3 separate regions of the Zea mays genome follow, and regions 2 and 3 are each linked to region 1. The links are chromatin contacts, called in public Hi-C maps. All regions are on one chromosome and are shown on one strand. Each heading gives the region's core, a stretch centred on a gene start, on an enhancer-like site or on the middle of the called end of the contact. The rest is flanking DNA. Distances are from core to core; before and after follow the strand shown.

Region 1 (2,973 bases), core at 206-2,705:
AAATGCGTTCACCTCAAGCGATCCACACCGTTCTTTTACCATCAACAACAACCTCCTGGTTCGGTACTTGGGTACACTGCTAGCTGCGTTCAAGGTTTACTGAGGTGGACGAAAGTGATGGACAGAGTCAGAGACAGGCCATTCAGACAGACAGACAGATGATCGCAAATATTCACCTGTATAAAAAAGATTAAAAAAATGCTAACAAAAAACAGTAACGTCTGCTCCACTGTGAGCTCGCTCCTAGCATGCCACCGCAGAGATTCGCCCCCCGGCGTGATGTGGATCTGCATCCCAACGTGGATCGATCTACACCAGCCCGGCGCCGATCCGCGTCCTCCAATCCGCCAGCTGGTGACCAAGGCGAGCGCATGTGTATCCATTCTATATATATTGCGTACAAACCTCGCCCCACGACAAAAGGTACTCAAACAAACAGTACACCATGTGTCACTACACACTCGCTTAAATATATTACTCCCCCATTCTTTTTTATTTGTCTTGTCGCGATTTAGTTTAAAGATGAACAAATATTTGAGAACTAAGGTATTGCAACAAAGAAACATGAGCGAGGAACTCGGTACTTAGTGACGCGAGGATTATTCTAGCCTAGTCGAAGGTAAGTTTGCGATGTCGCTAAAGTTAGTGGATATCACAGTGGAGTTCAACTCAATGAACAATTGCGGCATAGCTAGAAAAACGATTCGTCCCGATCCCCCGACCCCTGGAGGTATTCTGAAAAGTCTACAAAGCCATCAGCGTACTTTTTTTTTTGAGATGGCCAGCTTACAAAGTTAGGCCAAAATTCGTGAGAAACTCGCTTCTATCAAAAGTTCGCTTTTCCAAGAAAACAGCCAGCTTTTGAAATTTGCCTCTCAAAAGCATCTTTATTGATTTCTATCGCTGCAAAATCATGTAACCGATCACCAACCAGCACAGTGCACAGTATGTTTTTTTATTTATTTTTTCATTCTAAAGCGGCCTTGCAAACGAACACATCAGTCGGACGACAGCGCGAGCACCTGGCCTTTCCACCTCGCCACGGCCGGAGCCGACGGACCCCAACGCCCCAACCCCAACCGCGCGGCCGCTGCCTGCAGAGAACCGAAACCACGAACAACAACAGCCCCACCTGGCAGTAAGCCAGCCAACAACAACAAGCCGGCCCGGCCCCGTGGCAGCCACGCCCCTCGGGTCCTCGACCGTCGTCCCCGCGCCGCGACCCGCGAGGCAGGGACACGAGCCGGCGCCCCCACTCTGGAACCCGACCCGAGATGGCCAGATCGACACTAACCACGGTCAGACCCTCAACCAGACCCCGTGGTTCGTACTCCAATATTCCCTGCACAGGCTCCAGCGGTCGCCTCGCGACCCCGACCCACCTCCCCGCAGCCTCACTCATCTCCCCCGCCCACTTGCCCCACGCCTCCGGGCTGCGACCTCCATCCATCCATCCATGTATAAAGCCGCCAACGCCCGCCTCCTCCTCAGATCCCTCTCCCCCAACTCAGCTGCGCTAGCCTCCGTCAACCCGGGCCGCGCCGCCTCCTCCGCCCGCCTCGCGCTCTCGCTGCCGTGCGGCGCGTGGGTCGGCCGAAGCGGGCTCGTCCGCCGCGCCGCCGCCTTCTCCGGGACACGGCCGCGTTTCGCGGGCGCCAGGGCGCAGATCGGGGCCGCCGTGCCTGCCGTCGAGCAGTTCCAGCGCAGGATGGCAACCCAAGGTGCGTGCGTGCGTGCGCGCGCTTGTCTTCGTCCGTCCGCGCGTGGGGTCTTCCGTCTGGTCGTGGGTCGTGTGCTTGTCACGCGCGCGCGGGGCGGGGCGGGGCGATCTGGGTGACGTTGATGCGTGCGCCTCGCCTCGTCGCGTTCGCTGCTTCGAGCGCTGTGTGCTCGCTCGTTTTGGACTGGGATCCTGGTCAATCGACGGCCTTATCCTTCTACCCGGATCATTGAATTCGAATTATGTGACGCGGTGTTCCTCGCATCGTGTGGATCTTGTCTTCTGGGGTCGAGGAGTAGATGGGTTCGCTCGCCAGCGTTTCACTCGGGATTTTTTCAAGTGAACCAGTGAATGAAGTGACGTGACCCAGATGCGTTGGAGCGGTTTTTGGATGGCGCATCCACCGGTGCCGACTGACCATTTCCCGTGTCGGCGCGTGGGTTCGTTTGATGTCTAGACGAAGATGCCTCTGCTGGTTTCGGTTGGGGGGCTAGGGGTTTAGGAATCGGGGGCGAATAGATTCCTAGTTCTTCTCTCCCTTTACTTTTTGGATGTGGATATTAGATATTCGGGATGGATATTTTAGTATATTCGGTTCGCGTTTTGAGTTGATTTGACTTGGTTTTCACTGAAGCACACGACTCTTTGCACTCAGGGACTCAGCTTAGATTGCAATTTAAGCTAGTGCCTTCATCCTGCAAGCAGAAGCAGAGCTCGATCTCAGGATGTGATGGTTTGTGATCAGTAGTTACAACCTACAGGTTTGTGTGACCTGTTCTGGTCACTACTGATTGAGTCGGGTACCTATTAAGTGATTAGATTAGGATCTGGTAGTTAGGCAGTTATGTCATGCTTCTTTTGGTTCCCTGGTGGTTGAGACTTGAATGTTTCCTTGTGGAAGACCTCGTATGGATCATAGATGCCTTCAGTGATATCTGGTGGTATTGTTTACGTACTATAAGGATTGCGGATTATGTTCATGTGATTAGCAGTTAGTGGAATTTTTTTGAGATGAGGCTCCCACCCCACTTCCGTTAACAATATAACGGAGATCAGCTAATTTGGCTTTGATACAACATTATGGCTATTTCTGAACCAACCAAGCCATTACTATGGTACTAAGCTGTTGCGGGACCTTAGTGCTAAGTAGGCTATAAGGTTGTAGTGCATGATCTATTGACCTATATTTCAGACTGTTGTTTGTACGGGGTGATTTTGCGCTTGTTATTAATTTATCATCTTGCTTTCCCTAT
Region 2 (2,973 bases), core at 350-2,849, 820 kb after region 1:
AGTTGTGTCAGGGATGGGGATTTGGCGAAATGGGTGGTGGCTGCGGCTAGGAGAGAGATGCTGGTGAGAATATGTCCAACAGTTTACCCATATGGTTACCTAAAACAATGTTTTGAACTATTCTACACTATTCGTAGAGTAGATTTTGAATATAGAGATGACGACGAGGGTAAGCTGATGGAGATAGTCTGACAAACTATTTTTTAAATATATATTTCCTAATACGGACCCACATGTCATGTTCGTGGAGCGAGTTTAGCGGATATGCGGGTGTGGATACATTTTTTTGCCCGCTAAAAATATCCTATGGGTTTATTGTTGTATCCTCATCCTTACTCCCAGATATAAAAATATACTTGTATTCGCACTTGTCGGGTTTATTATTCGTAGTCACGTGGATATTTTATGTCGTTGCCATCTCTAGTTGTGCATATGGAGGTAGAAATGGGGCGAGCGGGACTGAAGAGGACGATGTATTGAAGAGGACGATGTATGAAGAGAATAATGGTTTTATCTACTCTTTTAAAGCATGAGTTTCGTGCGGCATGCGTCACCCGTGAAACACATAGAGTAAAATTGTTTTTTCTCCCCCATGTCTCGTTTAACAATCAGACCATTACCTCTTAGATGGGCCGTGAGAAAACACTCAATCTCAACATGACACGAAGCCCCATGCATTACAGCGCTCCCGAATAGTATCACCTCGCTAGGTGAAGGACTCCCGAATAGTATCACCTCGCTAGGTGAAGGAGGACGAGCGACCGAGCAAGTTATAAAAAAGGTCAGATCTCCTTTTCAACTCATACCTTTCTTGACTTTTAACAAAGATATAATATAACATGACACAAAGTTATAAGCAATGCTCCTGCATATTATCACCTCGCTTGGTGAAGGAGTATGAGTGACCGAACAAGTATAAAAAAGGATAGCTCTACTTTTTTCAACTCATACGGCTAAAATAAAGTGCAACATTTGCAGTAGTTCAGTATATGTTCATTTCAATTTTATATTTGTTTTTAGAAGGATCTACTTAATTTTAAATTTAATTTTTTGAGGATCATGATATTGAGTTGCCACTTAACCCTCACGTACCCTACAATTGTTCCACTACACTTAACCGGACAAACTAAGGGGTGTTTGAATGCCCTATAACTAATAATTAGTGATTAAAATTAATTGAGACATCCAAACGCCCTAGCTAATAGTTCAACTATTAGCTATTTTTGATAAATTAGTTAATAGTTAGGTAATTATTTGTTAGCTAACTAATTTTACTAACAAATTTTAGTTAACTAACTATTAGGGGGTGTTTGAATGCACTAGAATTAATAATTAGCTAATAAAATTAGTTATAGTTAGCCAATAAAATTAGTTGAGATATAAACACCCTACTAATAGTTGAACTATTAATTATTTTTAGTAAATTAATTAATAGTTAGATAGGTATTTGTTATCTAGTTAATTCTACTAATAATTTTTAGCCAGCTAACTATCAATTCTAGTTAATTATACTAATAATTTTTAGCCAGCTAAGCATTCAAACACCCTAATAATGTATTCTGATAATGTATTTAAACACCTCTTAAAAAACTTGCAATAGTGAGGCGAAAAGGAAAGCATCGCTGAAACGAGATCCTCGCCGTTTCGCGAACAAATCGGTGACTGTCTCCTGCTATCTCCCCCTTTCCGCCACTTCGCTCCGCTCCCATGCCTCCTGCCCCCTCTCGCCGTGGAGGCACCCCAAACCCTAGCCCCTGAAACCCTAGATCCTCCTCCCCTGTTCCGATGGCGGGGGCCGCGGCGTCCCCAGCGGCGGGCCACGTGGTGGAGCGGTTCCGGTCGCGACTGCGCGAGGAAGCGGGCGGCGGCGAGCCGGGCGCCGCCGCGGTCGTGCACGTGTACGCGGAGGCGCTCCGTGAGCTAACCTTCAACTGCAAGCCGGTCATCACCGAGCTCACCATCATCGCGGGCCAGCACGCCACGCTCGCCGCCGGGGGAATCGCCGACGCCATCTGCGCCCGCGTCGCCGAGGTCGTTCTGCTACTTCTGCTCTCCTATCAGGGGTGTTACTCTTATTTTGTCATTAAGGTGGCCCGCCTTACGATTTCTGGGGCATAAGGAAGCTTGGGCTTGGAGCGTCGAGTAGTCTGGGCGCTTTTGCCGTGTAGTCACTAGGGTTTGAGGATTGGTGTGCTTGTTGTGAAACGTGGATTGCTGTGCTTGGTTTTGAAATGTGAGAAATCCCATAAAATGGACGGAAAACCTTTTATTCCCAAGTTTTCCTAGGTTTTACAAAAGCTTCAGCCTGTACAAGATCATTCCTTTTTGTAAGAAGCGTTGTGCATACAGTTTAGTATGTTTGCTCTGGTTGCTGTTTACAGCTTTGGTAGCATATTTAGGGGGTGTTTGAATGCACAAGAGCTAATAGGTAGTTGGCTAAAAAATTGCTATTGAAATTAGCTAGCTAAATATTAGCTAATTTGCTAAAAGTAGCTAATAGCTGAATTATTAGCTAGAGTGTTTAGACGTCTTTAGCTAATTTTAGCAGCTGACTATTAGCTCTAGTACATTCAAACACCCCTTTCCTGGGGTGTAGAACCTTTGTGGAACTTTGTGGATTAATTGGTGCTTGCCATTTTAGGGGGTGTTTGGTTTGTAGGGACTAATTTTTAGTCCCTACATTTTATTCCACTTTAGTTACAAAATTATCAAATATAGAAACTAAAACTCTATTTTAGTTTCTATATTTGTCAATTTATATACTAAAATGGAACAAAATGAAGGGACTAAACATTAGTCCCTAGAAACCAAACACCCCCTTAGTCCCTCTTAAACTTCCTGTTCATTATTGGTAGGATATGCATGGAATATGTAGCAACATAGTAAACAGTTATACCTTAAGAGGGTATGGACACTGACACTGCATTGGAAAAAGTGGTTGCTATGGTTGATGAACTTCTATTTGGGATGGGA
Region 3 (2,973 bases), core at 225-2,724, 710 kb after region 1:
ATGTTTGAGAGAGGTAGCAAAGTCCTTCCAAGAAGGTGGCAACTTGGCGATTATACCGCCATCCACAAACTTATCAGGCAAAGGACAAGAAAAAAGTTCGAGTTCCTTAGCTAGTGCCTGGAACTCATGAGCCTGTTCCACTACAGATCGGTTCTCAACCATCTTGTAGTCATACAGCTGCTCCATGAGATACAGCTCGCTACCAGCGTCAGTTACTCCAAACTTTCCAACAAGTGCATCCCACAGCTCTTTCCCTGTAGAAAGGATGATATAGCTTTTCTGGAATTTTGTATCAAGTGCGCTAATTACTGCTCCTCAAAAGAGGTTGTCTTCAGCCTTAAACTTAGCCTCATCTTCAGAAGTTAAATCTGACAGAAAAATGCCTAACATTAGGTTTTTGGATTGTTAGAATTATAGACATTTTTCATATCATTTTAATTCCATAAATTAACATTATGATGATGACATATAACAAATAATTAATCATAGAAATCGTGATCTCAAATATATCCATAACAATATGGATCATGAGAACACAAAGCATATGAATCATATAAATCATATAAATATGATAAGCATATAAACTGACTGAACAATTGAAAATAAACAGATAGAAACATAAATAGCATGACTGTAAAATTAAAACAGACAGATATAACATATTATAATATGACAGAATAGATGAGATAAAATCATTGCTACATATAAAACAACACAAATAAATATATGAAACATATATAATCTGCAGAACGTAAAACAGTAAGGAAATAAACTGATCATACCCTCCCATGCGCTCTGATGATCCAGATCATTGTCCAGCTTCCCTTTGTCATGTTGTCAGGAAGAATATGTTTTGGGCAGTCGCGTAAACGCTCACCAAAAACCTAATTGCTGATCCCCCGTGCAAGGTCTCGAACGGCAGGGGCTTCAGAGACACATGCCCTTCTCCTCTACTGAAAGGTTTAACCCGGAGTTGAAACTCCCGCGATTAATGAGTGCTAAAAATTAACACAACCACCCCACGACCGCCCGCCCGCGCGTCTGCCTCGCCCGTGCCCGGCCGGCGGCGGCGCGCGTGGCACGCCGTTGTCTATTTCTTGACTTCTTAAATTAAGTGAAATAATTCCCACCATATAAGTCAAGTCAAAAGACCTTTGAACTTCCAATATGATACTACTGGTATTATCCATCATTACACACCATAGAGTTTATTCAATAAATTGGCCAACCCCATAAAAAATCGAACATTACATAGCCCGCCGCCACCGAACCAGTTGCTTGCCGCCGGCCTCCACCAGCTGCTAGCCGTCGGCCAGGCCCTCCGCCATCAGGAAGCTGTTCGTTGCCGGCCCCGCTCTCCACCAGCCTGAAGCCCCGTTCTCCGCCGCAGCCCCGTTCGGCTGCTACTGCTGCAGCAGCTTTCATCCATCCAGGCATCCGGCGACAAGCAGTTGCATATTCTCATAACAGTGGCCTTGCCTATCAGCTCAACAGGGCAACAGGCCTGAGCGGCTGCCTTGGCTGGGGACTGGGGTGACCGTGACCTACAGGTTGAGTCTGACGGGCTTTTTTCTACACAATTTGCTTGTTCAAATTGCTTTGTATTTTTTTTTCTCTGGACGCAAATCTTTGACTGGCGGAGAAGAGGAGCAGGAGGAGCGTTCGCTGGCGAAGAGCCGAAGACAGAGAGCTCGAGCGAGAAAGAACAAGGGCAAATGAGGGACTCCAGCTCCGGTCCAGCAGATTACGAGCGGCGTTAAGGGCTTAAGGCAAGTGTGTGTGAGTGTGTCTCGGTCCCATATCTGAAAGAGTGCAACGTTGATGAACAAAAGTGAAAACGGCCATATTGGTAGTCTCATTTTTGCAATAAGCTCATCAAAAAGATGCTTCTTCCTCGAAAGCTTCTCCCATGGCGGCGCCCCGCTCAGGACGCCCAGGCCCTGGCAGGCCGCCTCCTGCGCTCCTCTTCATCCTCCTTTGACCCCGACGACGACGACCCTCCGTTCACGCGGGTTCCTAAGCTCCCACCTCGGGCGCCATCGACGCCGCCGCCGAAGCCCAAGGCCCTGGCGGGCAAGATCAGGCCCGATGAGCCTGCGCACTCCGACCTTCCCTTTGACTTCCGGTACTCGTACTCGGAGACAGACCCGACATGGAGGCCCATCGGTTTCCGCGAGCCCACCCGGTTCTCGCCCTTCGGCCCCGGCCGCCTCGACCGCCCATGGGACGGCACAGCCGCGGCACGCGTCGGCGATTATGCTAGTGGCGACGAGAGGATCCGGGAGGAGGTTCTCGGGGAACCTCTGTCGGAGGAGGAGGTGGCGGCGCTGGTGGAGAGGTACCGGCACAGTGATTGCTCACGGCAGATCAATTTGGGTGAGTTTTTTTTTATGCTTCCAGTACCGAATGGTGTCTATTTCTGAATTCTGATGCTTTGCGTGATATATGTTTACAGTACTATTATTGAGTATTGTTGTTTGATTATCCACAGTCAGGTACTATTTTCGTGAAATGGGCTGAGACCCAGTATTTCACTTGCAACATGGTTTGGACTAGTTCTGAAAATATTCTCATGTAATCCAAATGCTCCCCCGATTTCCTTCGTCTATTATCCACGTTTATAGGTTTCTGGAAAGTCCCCACTGCCCTAGAAGTAGGAATCAGTTTTTCCTGTGAAATGGATGTAGAAATTCATAGTTCAGGGGATATGGAGAAAATGGTGTTTGGTCAATGTTTAGGTGTGTTTTAATCAATTTTTTTAGTATATTTCTAAAGTTAGTTATGTTTTGATCATATATTTGGTGTTCTGAACAGTTTGCGCTAAAATCATACTCACTCCGTCCCAAAATATTAGTTGTTTTAGCTTTTGATTTTTGTGATGATAAATCTAGACACATATATAAAACAAATATATTAATTATTGTATGAATCAACTTAAAAGGTAAAACAGATTTTATTTTTGGACGGAGTGAG

Evidence for each region. Hi-C and Micro-C count contacts between places; a contact is called where the count stands out from the background.
Region 2: a Hi-C map of ear shows a contact between it and region 1, with 2.1 times the contacts expected there. The contact joins the promoter of LOC103653026 here to the promoter of LOC100216599 in region 1. A contact is called at or near these places in 2 of 25 Hi-C or Micro-C datasets (ear and tassel).
Region 3: a Hi-C map of ear shows a contact between it and region 1, with 2.1 times the contacts expected there. The contact joins the promoter of LOC100281604 here to the promoter of LOC100216599 in region 1. A contact is called at or near these places in 3 of 25 Hi-C or Micro-C datasets (ear, leaf and tassel).

The regions. Positions count from the first base shown.
Region 1 is chr4:30,037,867-30,040,839 of Zm-B73-REFERENCE-NAM-5.0, forward strand. It overlaps LOC100216599 (aconitase1), which reads left to right and starts at 1,456. Exons shown (of 20, transcript NM_001317364.1): 1 at 1,456-1,721. The coding sequence starts at 1,457.
Region 2 is chr4:30,855,135-30,858,107 of Zm-B73-REFERENCE-NAM-5.0, forward strand. It overlaps LOC103653026 (polyadenylation and cleavage factor homolog 4), which reads left to right and starts at 1,600. Exons shown (of 7, transcript XM_020552500.3): 1 at 1,600-2,031. The coding sequence starts at 1,786.
Region 3 is chr4:30,748,323-30,751,295 of Zm-B73-REFERENCE-NAM-5.0, forward strand. It overlaps LOC100281604, which reads left to right and starts at 1,475. Exons shown (of 6, transcript NM_001353168.1): 1 at 1,475-1,550; 2 at 1,654-2,376. The coding sequence starts at 1,884.